Linked DNA regions of Zea mays: region 1 is linked to region 2. Evidence: chromatin contacts called from public Hi-C data. All regions are on one chromosome and are shown on one strand. Each heading gives the region's core, a stretch centred on a gene start, on an enhancer-like site or on the middle of the called end of the contact. The rest is flanking DNA. Distances are from core to core; before and after follow the strand shown.

Evidence for each region. Hi-C and Micro-C count contacts between places; a contact is called where the count stands out from the background.
Region 1: a Hi-C map of tassel shows a contact between it and region 2, with 4 times the contacts expected there. The contact joins two enhancer-like sites. A contact is called at or near these places in 3 of 25 Hi-C or Micro-C datasets (ear, leaf and tassel).

What each region holds. Positions count from the first base shown.
Region 1 is chr4:84,515,705-84,522,410 of Zm-B73-REFERENCE-NAM-5.0, reverse strand. No RefSeq gene overlaps it. Among protein-coding and RNA genes, the nearest start is that of LOC111591383, 110 kb to the left of the region's middle. Within about 2 kb of position 3,875, at least 17 of the 20 cell types and tissues checked have an H3K27ac peak or open chromatin away from gene starts, as enhancers often do. A contact at or near this core is called in ear, leaf and tassel, where this site is marked.
Region 2 is chr4:84,128,198-84,135,503 of Zm-B73-REFERENCE-NAM-5.0, reverse strand. It overlaps LOC103655377 (protein FAR1-RELATED SEQUENCE 5-like), which reads right to left. Exons shown (of 3, transcript XM_020551852.1): 3 at 5,275-5,965. The coding sequence ends at 5,785. Among protein-coding and RNA genes, the nearest start is that of LOC103655377, 5.4 kb to the right of the region's middle. Within about 2 kb of position 2,688, at least 18 of the 20 cell types and tissues checked have an H3K27ac peak or open chromatin away from gene starts, as enhancers often do. A contact at or near this core is called in ear, leaf and tassel, where this site is marked.

The DNA of each region.
Region 1 (6,706 bases), core at 2,626-5,125, 390 kb before region 2:
CCGAACAGCAACGAAACGAGTGAGAAGTGAGGTGAGGACCCCGCTTCTACTTTTCGAGACGGAGGAGGACGAAGCAGCGGCCGTTCCTTTCAAAAGCCGCCGTGCAGCTGGGTGCAGCTACCAAGTGGAGTGGTCAGCTACTAACCACGTGTGTCAGAGCCAAGCAAGCTGCACCCACAAGTCTAACCTAACCAGCAGCCGGCGACCACCTACAAAAGGCGTCGGTTCACGGGCCTACAATACAAATAAACGCATCAAACCATCCTGCTGCTGCTGCATCTCTCATGGCCTTCGTCCTTCCTGTGCATGTCGTCTAGTCTAGCAGCTTGCTGGAGCTACTAGCATTGGACGACGACGTCTCGAGGTAAACACCATCGATCGATCTACTGACGTACGTCTTAGTTCAGAGCATCGCTAGCTCTTCATGCTTTGTAGTTAAGAAAATGCCTGGTCGTGGAAAGATACATCTATTTTGCTTGTTTTTTTGAAGTAGCGTAGCTTTGCAACATGGTGACACTGACGATCTCTCTCTTCTGTTTGTGTTTCATATATTGACAGGTCTCATGCGCAGAGACGTCTATATATATGCAAAAAAAAAGGCGATGCTGCGTGCTCCGTACCGGGCTCTTTGTCAGGTAAACAGCCCTTGGATTCGGGCCTCGAGTTCGTTGTCTGTTCGACCTCGCATTCACCTGAACCCACTGCAGAACCCGGATACATGGTTGGAAGTTGGAACCACATGAAACATATTCTGAAAAAAAAAATAAACCCTCCTTTTGCGATGAACTCATGTACAACAATTTCACACCTACCTGTTTTCAATATATAAAATAAGATAATATTGTAGATCTATCTAACTCGAATTTTCTTGTATGCACAGTACAGTAGGGTGTGCAGAGCTTTCCACTTTTCTGTGGTTGTAGGGAGTAGATTCTGTGGTTTAAACCGTTTGTTAGCCGTTTCGTTTAACAGGGATTGGGATCTGAGACTATTCCGGCTAGTCAATGCTAATATAAATAAACCTATCATTCTAGCTGGAACTAACCATTCCAACGGAACCGTTCCGGTATAAACGAAGAACAAGCCTTTATTAGGAGGTAGACAACGATTTAAGACACACTAAGCTTAGGTCATGTTTGTTTGTGCTTTTTCAGATTCTGGCCACAAAAGACTGTTGCGTCCTAACAAATGTTCTTGATTTTCAGCCCGCTTCTATAAGAATCGTTTTGGTAAAAATTGTTCAAAATCAATATGAACATAGAATCAGTCGAGTCGTCATGATAGTAGAAATTCATCACTTTTTAGATCTTGAATTTTTTAGACCACTTCATTTTACTCCGCACGTAATACTCACGATATACATATTCTTCTTACAGTTAGATTCTCTCTACAGCTATATTCTCAGAAAAGCTAATCTGAAAAAAGCTAATCAATAGGTCATATATATCTTTTCCTACCGCGCAGCTCATCTTCATTATTCTCATGCCGACATCAACGAAACCGGCTGCGTTGATGTTCACCAACGAAACGCCCAAAGCAATACATAGATCTCAGTCCAACGGTGTTCATGTGGATTTTTTGTGGGGTATCCATGTGGAAAATTGATGTGGTGTTAACGTACTTAGGTTTCTCGGTTCTTTTTAATTTTTAAACATAACTTATACATTTAGAAAAGCCAGAACATCATATTATAATTTAAAGTGGAGGGGCGGGGCACTCGAGAAAAACAACACTAGCTTATTTAAGCATAAATGGATACGTCAAAAAAAATCCAATATATCAAAGATGTTTGGTTTCTAAGGACTATTTTTAGTCCCTCTATTTTCTTCTATTTTAGGTCCTAAATTGTCAAATACGGAAATTAAAACTTTATTTTAGTTTCTATATTTGATAATTTAGAAACTAAAATAGAATAAAATGGTGTAACTAAAAATTAGCCCCTAAAATCAAACATTCCCTTAGGCCTTAGTACAACTCCCCGAAATATAATATATTGACCATTTGCTTGTGCCCTTGTAGAAATGGATGCAAAACAATTTACCTGCTTTCTTTTTATATGTAAAATACAGAAATTTCAAAGCTAAGAACATTATTTTTTATCTCTCTAAGAAAATAAAATAAGACCAAATTACCCTACTGTATACTACCTACGTTTTCAAATATTTGTCGTTCGCTAGTTAATTTTTGAACTAAAACACGACAAATAAAAAGAGCGTATGGAGTAGTATACGTTTCCAATAGTGCATACATATAAGAGGTCGGATAGGCAACGAACTTGAGCGCCGCAACGAAGGACTGTATATTTGACATGGCCAGGTATGGAACAACATGCATCATGTATATCGCTGCACCATTTCGTCATTGTTTAAATCGATTGCCTCCATGCATATGCTCTCTATACAAAACACTTCATCTGTTCTAAAATATAATATGTTTTATTTTTTAGGTATATTGTATTTATTATATATCTAGATACATAGTGTATATCTAAGTGTATTGTAAAAGCTACTCCCTCGATTCTAAATTATTACGAGACGTTGGCGTTTACGAATCTATTTACTTTATTATACAGTTAGATATACCATATGTCTAGACACATAGTAAAAAAAAATATCTAAAAAGTTAAAATATCTTATAATTTAAAATTGAGAAATATGTATCTTGAAAATCCAAAACATATATAGAATGAAGGGAGTATTTTTTTTATAATGTACACAACTTGAAAAACAGGCTAAGCTTACTTGTTTGCATTGTACGGTCAAATGTTTTCCTTGCTTTGGTTACTTAGATATATAGATAGGTAGTCTCATTACAGACGGTTTGGAAGTGTCATTGCATGCAGTTTGAGTTTCCCCGTCGGTCTGGGCATGCAGTTGTCGTCCGAGCTAAAGGAGTGAGGGCGAAGGTACATACGTGAGCGAGATAGATGAGAAAGACGATGTGCGTGTGCCTGTTATCTCTCTCTACATACTGGCGTTTATTAAAGGATCAGTTTAAAAACTTAAATCTTTTTGGACCCCTCTACTTTTTTTAAAAGTAAGAAATTCATGAGGATCTGATTTAATAAGATATTTATTTATTACGGGAGTCTTTTTTTTTCTTTTAGGTTTGGTTTTCTTTGCTTTCAGATTAGTCCTAAGGGGTCAGTGTCTGCCTTTCTAGGCACACGTACGGAGGTGAAGCTAGGACTGAGGCTCCAATGCTTGAGTGGTACCGAATAGTACGGAGTATGTCCTAGATTTTAATGTCTTGTTTTTGTTAAGTTGTATTTCAGAAGATACTAGCAAAAAAAGGTTTATTTTAAAATTACTCTAGTTGTTCGGAGAGTACCAAGCCACTAGACTGTTCGTTTCGGATTAAATCAAACAGTTAGAATTGCTGCAGCTATAATTTATAGAGATAAAACATTGTGTAAGAGCAGTAGAAGTCGGGCGAATAGCCGACACGTTTCAAACGGAACCTCGTCGTGGCAGAACGGACACAAAATCCATCCATACTTCAGTTTTTATCTGACAAAAAGAAATCATCGCTTCAGTGGCGGTTTGGTTAGATGTTTCTGTCAGGGATCAGTTTAGAGTGGTATATATTCCCTTTGTTTTTTTGTTTGGTTAGGCTAGTTCATAACGGTTAACACATACTCATCTCTTTTCGTTACGACTTTCCAGCTAGTGGTAATACATAACATTAACTAACCAGATATATCTCGCTTTCTATTGCACCGTAACTAATAGCAATGGGATGCCCCTGGTGGCTGCGCAGTGGGTCCGTGGGGCGAAGGCGAAGCTGACCACGCCTAGACCGTAGCTGCGTGGCTGTGGACCGGTGCGGCAACGGAGGGAGAGGCGGGGTCCGGCCAAAGGCCAACACCTGCGGCCCAGCCCCGTACCGTACCGTACCTCCCCAACAGGCCGGGCCAGGGGGCAGGGCCGCAGGGGCCCTGGTGCTGTACTGCTGTCCGAACTCCGAAGTGATGAAGCGCGCAGCCGCACGCCGGCCGCATGGAGTACGTTCGATCCGACGTGAGGCACCTGCTTCGCGTACACAGAGTCCGAGTCCACTGCATCGATGTTTGCTTGCTGACAAGTGGACTCAACGTGAGGTCCGTGAGTTCCCTCTACACTGCTCTCTGCTCTGCTGCGGCTGCGGGTGGTTGGTCGGTGAGCGGGGTGGACGGAGCGCGCCGTCGTAGCATCGCGGTGAGCTGGCCAGCTGGGGTGTGGGGTGGGGATAGGGGGGGAACCGAACAGGTGGCATTTGGCGGCATGCGGCAGCAAATGCGTCCAGCGTACTCCAGTTTGTGCCGGCCTGGCGAAACTCTGACGGGCCCCACTTTCTGCCTCGTCCTTAGACGAGTTATTTGCCCATTCGCCATTATCAAATACGGGTTTCGTCCAAATGCCATCATAAAAATGGGTTTCGCCGCTACGCTATTTTCAATCATTGTTCAACAGACAAAATGCCATTTTATCCCTTCAGCACATTATAACCTTCGGCCATTTAACGCCGTTAACTGTACAAATAAGAGGAGCGTTCGAAAACTGGCACATAGGCTGTTCCAACCCAGGTTCAAAAAAAAACGTCCAGACCAGGTTCAAAAACTACTCCACCCTTGGTTCAAATAAGAGTAGCGTTCAGACCAATAAATTGCTCCAACCCAGGTTCAGATAAAGCGTCCAGACCAAGCTGACTAGTGCTGTTCTGATGGAAGTTGGCGCAAAAAAAATTCTGTGCTTTCTAGCGCACAGTACAGAGAAGCACACCAATCTGCAACAAAATCCAATACAGTACAGTTTTCAGCACGGTGCAATTTTCAGCACAGAAATTTCAGCACACCAATCGATAAAGTTCAAATAAAATTTCAGAGATGTTCACAATTCAAATGACCACATAGGTGTTCATAGTTTAGACTCACTGGTTTCATAGATGTTCAGACAGAAAGATATTAAAATTTACACACATTGGACTCATAAAAAGAGTCACACAATTCATATACATTGATTTCAAACAAGTCCAAACAGACTTTGCTTGGTGGCATACACTTGCTGTCAGGTTCATTCACTTGCTGTCAGGTTCTTCTTCTTCTTCCTTGGTGTCATTTTTTTGCAGGCTTTGCATTCTTTGTTGTTGTAAGCTTTGTTGGCGACACATCCAAATCTTTGTTGCTGCCAAGGTTGAAGTCAGCCTGCTCACTTGTGCTCTCCCCAAGCAACATAGCAAGCCCCCTGCAAAAATGATTGAATTAGAATGCAGTTACCATTAGCTGCAACACTAGAATGCAGTTCACAAATAGTGCAGACCTTCTAGTCAATCTAATAGGCTATCTTGTAATATTGTTTCTCTATTTGGTCTGATAGGACTTGATATGATAGCATTTGCCTCTTGCACATTTTGGTCTGCATTAGCTGTCTCTACTAGGTGAACGCTTCATTACCTCTGCTCTCCAATTGAACAACAATTGAAAACTCTGTTCCCAGCTGCCATGCAGTTCTCGTAATGCCTTCTGTCTTCCTTTCCATACAGTGTCATAGTGAATCTCACAACAAAAGTCCTCCTGTAACTTGTCCCTCAGCTCAACAGTCTTCATGGCTGGTTTCTTTTGTAGGATATGAACAGCTTTAGAAGCTACCCGAGCACTAGTGGGTGTAGTGGTTTTCCTTCTTGCACTTGATGTACAGGTGTGACCACCAATCAGCACAGTCACCTGAATAGATAAAAAATTCATAAATCACTAATAGCTTTAGTGAAACGATAAAATACATGCTATGTAAAATGACTACTAGCTGCACCAAAAAATACCATAACCGTTTTTCCATCTGGTTGTCTCCGTCCAACAATATGCCAAGGACATCCATCTCCTTTGCAATACCCAATGTACCTAGTTCGGTCAGTTTTTGCGATGTGCAGCTCAAATTCCTCATTTATAGCAAATTGGCGCATAGCCAATCTAAACTCTTTCATGTCAGGATACACTGTGCCAATACTCATGCTAGGCTTACCTGGGTCGTGCACAAACACCCTCTCCTCAGGCACATCTTCATCAACTAGAATCGCTGCGCCAAAACTATCATCGAAAACATTAGGAGCCTCACCATCAACCCTCCCTGCCTCACCATCAACCCTCCCAGCATCACCATCATTGCCCATAGCATCTGCAGGAGGATTCTCTTCATCAACCGTCAAGCCCAAGAGGTTATACAGCTGATCCTCATCTATTACTTCCAGCCTTCCCTCTTCATCCTGTCTTTCTACTATTTGCAGTGTGTTCCAATCAATATATTGTGCTTGTGGCACATTGTCAATAGCAACAATTGGGTCAACAACAGCTAAAGTAAGCTCAGGCTCTCCATCGAGCCTATAACAAATTTTAATGCAACGAAGTTAGTAGTTAGAAGTTAGCTAGAACTGATCTAATACATCTTAGCTGCAAACTATAGTGCAAATAGAAGGTACAGAGAACTTACATTGCAACAATATCACTAAGATTGGAATCCATGTTTACAAAAAGAGGACAGTTTGATCCTACGCACTGCATCTCAGAGTAAAACATCAATTAGAGTGGAATCCAGTGTTGCATCTATGTCATGGTAGCCAATCCACCAAAATGAACTAACCTGGATGGCCTTGGGCGACGGCGCGGCCTCGATGGGCTTGGGCGGCGGTGCAGACTGGAGGCCTTGGGCGGCGTCGCGGACTTGAAACCCTAGGC
Region 2 (7,306 bases), core at 1,439-3,938:
AGGGGTCCTAGCGTAGATAGTCGACGGCCTCCCGCGAACCCTAGACGCGGAGGGCTATCGGTGGGTGCTTACTCAGACGGCCAATCATCTTCTACCTCTCGCCCACCCACCAAACGATCTACGTCATGCCATCAACAGCCGACGAGGCGCACGGAGCAACATCAGTTCTTCATGCAATCATCGGCATGAGAATGAAATAAGGTACCGGGAGGAATACGACCGCGATCATGGTGTAACGACACACAGCCGCACGACCAGGATTGAATTAGCAGCAGCCTCCACTAACAGTCCAGTCCGGGGACGGTCGAGGTGACCTAACACTCGCTCCCCTCCCTGGGATCGACGGCGTGATCATTGACAGGAGGATACGTGTGGGATCTCCGGGCTCACCCGTCGTCTTCGAGCCATCCAATGGCCTCCCAATTTCAAAGTATCTAACATCGACAAATACGAACCCATGCAGGACCCGGGGTTGGCCGGCTGTCTACACTACCACCGCTCGGGCTGCTGGAGCAACGGAGGACATCATGATGGCGTACATGCCCATCATTCTAGGGCAGGATGCGCTACAATGGCTCCGGATCTGCCCCGTCATTGCATCGATGATTGGGGAGATTTCAATCCTCAGTTTATCACGAACTTTTAGTCCCTCTCCGATAAACCAGCGCAGCCGTGGGACCTCAAATCCATCAGACGACAGAATGATGAAACTCTTTGTTCATTCCTCAGAAGATTTCAAACAATGAGAAACCGTATCCCTGAGGTTGTTGAGGCGGCTGTGATCGAAGACTTCTATCAGGGATCCAACGATCCGATTTTCGCTCAAGCCATACTTCAAAAAGCACCTGCCACCTCTGAACAATTGTTCTGGGAGGTGGACGTCTACATCACGGCGGATGAGCGGGCTCAAGACCTCATTGGAGGCACAAAGCTCGTACCACTAGCACCACGAAGGGACACAAACCAGCAACCAGACAAACGCTAGGAGAAGAGACCCTGGGAGGAGGTACACACCGCTGGGCCACCTGTCGCTCGAGCCCACGGTGCACCCCGCGGAGGGGTAAGGACACTGGATGAGATCCTCGTCTCCTAGTGCCTGTACACAAGTACATGCGGCACACCCTGTGGGACTGCAGGGATTTCAAAAACTCCATCGGGCATGGCCGACCAATCCAGCCGCTACCGCCTCCCCCACCTCGAGGAGAACCTAATGAGCCTAGGAAGCCTCAGCAGCAGGAAGGGGGTAGAGGCAGAGCTTTCCTGCGCATCAATAGGGAGGTCAATGCCATATTCGGAGGCCACGCGCGCAAGAAAGCAAAATGCAACAAAAACTTAATGATCGGCAAGTTCTAGTGGCCACAAACAGCGCTCTAGCTCCTTTCCGATGGTCAGAGCACACAATATCCTTCAGCCGAGCTGATCAGTGGCTTAACTTCGATCACCCCGACAAATACCCACTACTCGTCGACCCTATAATCTAGGAAAGTCGTGTTAAGAAGGTACTGGTGGATGGTGGTAGCAGCATCAACGTCACCTTTCCCCGAACGCTTCAGGCCCTAGGGGTCACCATCGATGATCTCACTGAGTCGAATACTCCTTTCTTTGGGATCGTGCCGACTGAAGGGGAGTACCCAGTAGGACACATCTACATGTCTGTCACCTTTGGAACCCCAGAGAACTACCGAACTGAGTTCCTGAGGTTTGAGGTGGCGTGTTTCGACTGCGGGTACAACGCCATTATTGTGAGACCGCGGTTGGCGAAATTCATGGACATCCCACACTTCCCATATATGATACTGAAAATGTCAGGTCCTAAAGGGATCATCACCGTGCGTGCTGACTTCGAAGGCGCCACAGAATGCTTCTGTGGTGCCATTCAGACGGCTCTCACTGCTGGGCCCTCGGTAGCCCTTCCCGCACAAGTTGATGGAAAGCCGGTGGAAGAAGATTTTACAATCCCTCCGAATAAAGCCCCGGTCGTGACCTCTATGCGGTCGATCGAAGAAACTAAAAGAATCAACCTTGGATTCTCAGACGAACGCAAGACCACAGTCATCAGTTCCAGCCTCGACGACCAATGGGAAAGCGCGCTCGTCCAGTTCCTCCAAGATAATCGTCCAGTTCGCATGGCAACTGTAACACCCCAGAATCATATTTTGGGTAATTTAGGAAAAGTTATTCCAAGATGTTAAATAAATCCATGTGTGTATAATAAAGAAATTAAAGTGACCAAATGAAAAGTGAAAAGATTTTCATATGAAATAAATTACTTATTTGAATAATATATTTAAGAGACATTCTCTAGAATGTATAGGGTAAATTATCTTTCAGTAAAAGTCACATGATAGATATTATTGTCCTAAAATGAATCCTTTTTTATTCATCATATGAGTTGTATGTTTAAAAGCATGTGCAAAAAATAATGAATAAATAAAATTGTACTTTTGCATTCATATTGGGATTTTTGGCTGGTGCATTTAGTTGGATACTCAGACCTTGATTTGAGTTTATTAATTTGTTTGAAAATCAAACTTGAAAATAGAAAATAAAAGGAAAACAGAAAAATACAAGGAAAAAGGAAATCATTGTTTGGGCCCATTTCCCAGTCGGCTTGCTCACCCTCACCCTTGTCTTGGCCAAATCTCAAAAGGCCTCGTGGCCCAGCCTTGCTAATGCGCGTGTCTGGGTGTCACCTGCCACTACACAGTGGGGCTGCTGGGACAGCATCCCTGCCATGCTCTCACTCGCGTCCTTCGCTGGCAGGCGGGGCCGGGTGGTCAAGATCGTCTTCAACCGAACCCGGTGCAAGCTCTCCGCCGAGTATCTCGCGCCTGCCCCAACCATCGCTCGCGCTAGGCTTCTTCCTAGGCGGAGCATATATGAGGAATCCCGTGCCCCTCTCCTCATTCATCGGTGTTGTCGACCGTGGGCCGCCAGCGCCGCTGTGAGGACCCGGGATGCCGCCACGGGAGAACCTGGGAACACCATCGCTCGAGCTCGGGCGTATGGTCTGGGCGACTCTCTAGGGTGCGTCGATGGCGCCTGCGACCTCGATGTGCTCGGATCTTGTGCTAACGATGGCGGATTGTTCACTGATGAACTATCTCCATCGCGTTACCACACCTCATCTTGGGCAACACCGTATCCACCGCCGCCGCCGGTGAGACCCCTCTCGGCATGTTCGCTATCTTCCCCTCTAAGTTTAGCACCGATCAATTTCAAGGTTGGGACGGTTTGGCGTCACATTGTGTGGCCGCCGGTGAAGCTCCGCCGCGGGTATGCCTTGCGGCGCCGCCGTGTTCGGCTGGGGTTGGTGGCGTGGTCTCGTCCGTCGATCGCTTGGTTAATGGCTAGGATTGATTCTAGAGTTACTGGTTCAGAAATAAAATCTGGTCCATCGATACAGGATCGTGCGGCCGATGGTGGGTATCGGTTCGGATTTTGATCTCGACCGTCCGATCCAAATTATGCGCGTAAGATTTGATCTCAGTGTTTAAAATCTGGGTCGTTGATCTCGAGATCATTGATTCTCAGTGCATACCGGTTCGATTAAATAGCGATCTAATCGGTGCCATCCGTTGGTGATTGAACGGATCTCATTGGTCGGTACCCCTTTGCCATAGCAATTTCGCTTATAAGCCCCTGTAGTTTTTAGGAATAAACATGCTAACCAATTTCAGTAGTACAAAAATATGATTAAAATGAGTACTTTGCAGTTTAGACCCAGGAAAGTATTTATACTGTAATAATAATAGTAAAGTGACCTAGGAACCTATTTAATTCATAACTATTCCATAGTAACTCTGATTTGACCCATTTCAGTTGCGTTAGCTTCACAATAAAACTGTTTACACGTTAAAAACATTGTCTATATCATTCCACATACTTTTATAAATGAATATTTATTTGACTTATGGTAGTGAATTAATCATTCTAGTTAAAAGTCAATCTGACTATAATCATAATCTAGCTAAGATATGGTCTCTACTCAAGTTATAACTTAGTTTAAAAAAATTGAGTTAGTTATTCATTAATAATATTCTTCTCACATGATTTATATTAATTAACATATAATTTATCTTTTATTGTTTAATCACCTAAATCTTTGGAAAATCATATCCTCTTAACCGTAACTCTGAATTTAGTGGTTCTCGAACCTACGTCCTCATAGCAATGCATAGAATATTATTATGCAGTTTGTCCTTATGTTTGGTATGATGTTAAATTTGCCTATACACTGTTTGTTTGTATTGCTACGAGTCACTTGAGGAGTAAGTTGGTACCTGGGAATCTTGAGTCTCAGGCAAGTTGTGCCCTTGATCACTTTTCTCTACCTAATAATGTTCATGTTAATCACTGTGATATACTCAGGTTAATTTGATGGGACCTAATAGGTTTCCCAAGCATTATTTATTCCCCACCTTGCAAACAGATGAATTATTGGGTATATTTACTATTTCTCTATCTGGTTTTGGGAAACTAATGTTTTATTATGATCATGTTCCAATTATGTTGTAGTTTAATTACTGTTCATGATAAGATCATATTGTTAATTGGAACATGGAAAACCACCTGAGAAAATAGTGCTACCACAAGGGTGGAATGGGACACCCTTATCCAAGTAATTAAGTAAGCTAGGGAGAGATTACCTTACCCAGAAGCGGCAAGCGGGGAGGCGTCGCTGCTAGAGTACATGGAGGTCCTCGGGTCGAGCTATTTGTAAAGCTTTTTGGACGAGGGATTCCTATGCTTCCTTCTTCCTGAATCCATAGCGGGTTTTCTCGAACTAGTAGAACTTTGGAAAGGCCTTGTAGTGCTACCCTGCCTCGCTTCCTTGGTAGAGGTGTATGGGGTCCGTACAACCCCGTGGCAAATGGGTAACACGACTTGTGGGTAAAGATGCACAACCTCTGCAGAGTGTAAAACTGGTATATCAGCGGTGCTCACGGTCATGAGCGGCTCGTATACTCACATGATTAACTTATGGAATTAAACTTAATTTGTCATATGCATTGCATTGTGGGTGTTGTTATTAATCTTGAACTCTTATTTAATTGGGTTGGTATCTACTTATACCTAGTAACTGCTAATAAAATTTTGACCAACTTTAAAAGCAATGCTCAGCTTTAACCATCCTCTTTGGTAAGCCTTACACTTCACATGAGCTCCATCCTTTGGTGAGTTCATGCACATTATTCCCCACGGCTTGTTGAGCGATGAACGTATGTGGGCACACCCTTGCTGTACTCGGGATCGTATCATGTGTTCATCGAGCTCCCGTGCACATGTGAGCACTTTTAATCTGGACCATCCCTTCCTCATCCAACGTCCAGCGACATTTTTACAGATACACCCTCCCACGTAGGTCCTGTAGTCTCTGGTTTGCCCGTGGACCGGACCGGACTGAACCGGGCACCCTGCGCTCTGCTCCCAAATCGATCGTCGTCCTCCCCGCCAGTCCTGTCTGCCGCGTGCTCAAGTCCCCTGCCAGCGCTGTCCATGTGGCTGTTCGAGCTCGCCATGGCCACCCAGGCCGCCAGAGGCGCCACGACCACGGGCGGAGGCGGAGGTCCCACGACCACGCGGAGGCGGAGGCGGACGCGGGACTGCCCACCGGCGTCACAGCTAGCGTCAGGAAGAGCCAGCGACAGCGAGAGTTGGTGCGGTCGTCATCAGTCACAGGCGTCGTCCGTTTCTGCCGCCCACGCTCGATCCCATGTGCAGAGGAATTGTTAAGTTCATTTTTTTCTGAAATTTTAGCTATGGAAAACGAAATTGTTAACTTCAATTTTTTCCTGAAATTTCTAAAATTTCAGGTGGAGGATTCAAGATTTGTCCCCTTAAGTGTCGCAGGTTCAGCACCTTATGCAGATTGAAAACATGTCTGATGTAAAAACATGGGAACAATTGACTCCAAAACTGATGAGGACTATCAGGTTCCTGAAGCTGATATAGAGGTGCAAATGTCCTGAAGCTGACATAGGCTAGTGATTTGTAAAATGACTTGTGATGGAATCTTGTAATTGATTGCTCATAGAGTTTGTAACTGATTGTAAATAGATTGTTTCATACTGGAAACAATATGTATCACTGCTCATATAGACCATGTGAAATAAAGATTGTTTCATGACTGGAAACAATGTCACCATGCTGAACTACTAACCAGAAAAGTGCCCAAAAAACAGTACAGTCCAGAAGATACTAACTGAAAACAAAATACTACAAATCAACATCTATGGAGCTGCTGGCTCATGGTTGGCATTCTTTCGCTTTCGTGACTTTGGTAGTTCTTTAGATTTCTTAATTCTTTTACTCCTTCCTTTGGATCGTACATCAGTTGGTGGATGAATATGTACTTGTTCTGGAATTTGACAACCAATGAAACCTTCGTACTCTTGCTGTCTACTCTGCATCGTGCTAGGTACAATCTGACCAAGAGTTCCTTCCATGTTCATCACGCTTGAGACTAAGAAATCCATGCCTTCTTTTGAACTCTTTGCTTGTTGAATCATGTCTTCAATTTTGTTTCGCACAGCTGCTATCTTTCTCCTTGTTTCAACTTCATTAGCATCTAATGGCTTCTCGTCCAACAAGTTTCCTTCTTCATCGTACACGATCTCTCTAAAGTAACAACAAAAACATATGGGTAAAAGATGTACACAATGTATGAACAAAAGAAAGAGTCATTCAATTTACCTCTTGCATCTTTTTTCGAATCTCTTTAAAAAGTAAGCCAAAGGTAGTTCATTAAGCTTTTCACCTCTCAACGTTAAGATGATATGCCGACATGGAATCCCCGTTGACTCGAATAACAAACAGGAGCAATTCCCAAATGTATCAGATATGGACCAACGAACCACCCTCTCCTTTATGGAACCGTCATTAATTACCACCATCTTCATACCCTCAAAATGTAAGATGTTTACAATAGAACAGTGGTCTCTAGCAGCTTTAACTTCTGTTTGGAACTTTTTGAACACATTACGTGTGTACAATATGCTGCCTTGTCTCTCCATGGGCCATGGTGTACTCAAAAGAGGATTGGTATGCAGACTCATGTGATCTTCCTTTAACTCCTCATGTCGCTGGCATTCTAATGCTGTATCGAATCTAAGCCATAACTCGACAAAAGATAACTTGCGGTGGATAAAGCGATTGAAAAATGAATTGGCACTTTCAGACCTTGAGGTGGTTCTGAGTAGTCCTGCAAGAGGTGTATCCATGAAGTATGCTGGAATCCATGACTCACGAATTGCATATCTATTAGCCATCCACTCATTCCTCTCTAGGCCATACTTAATAATGA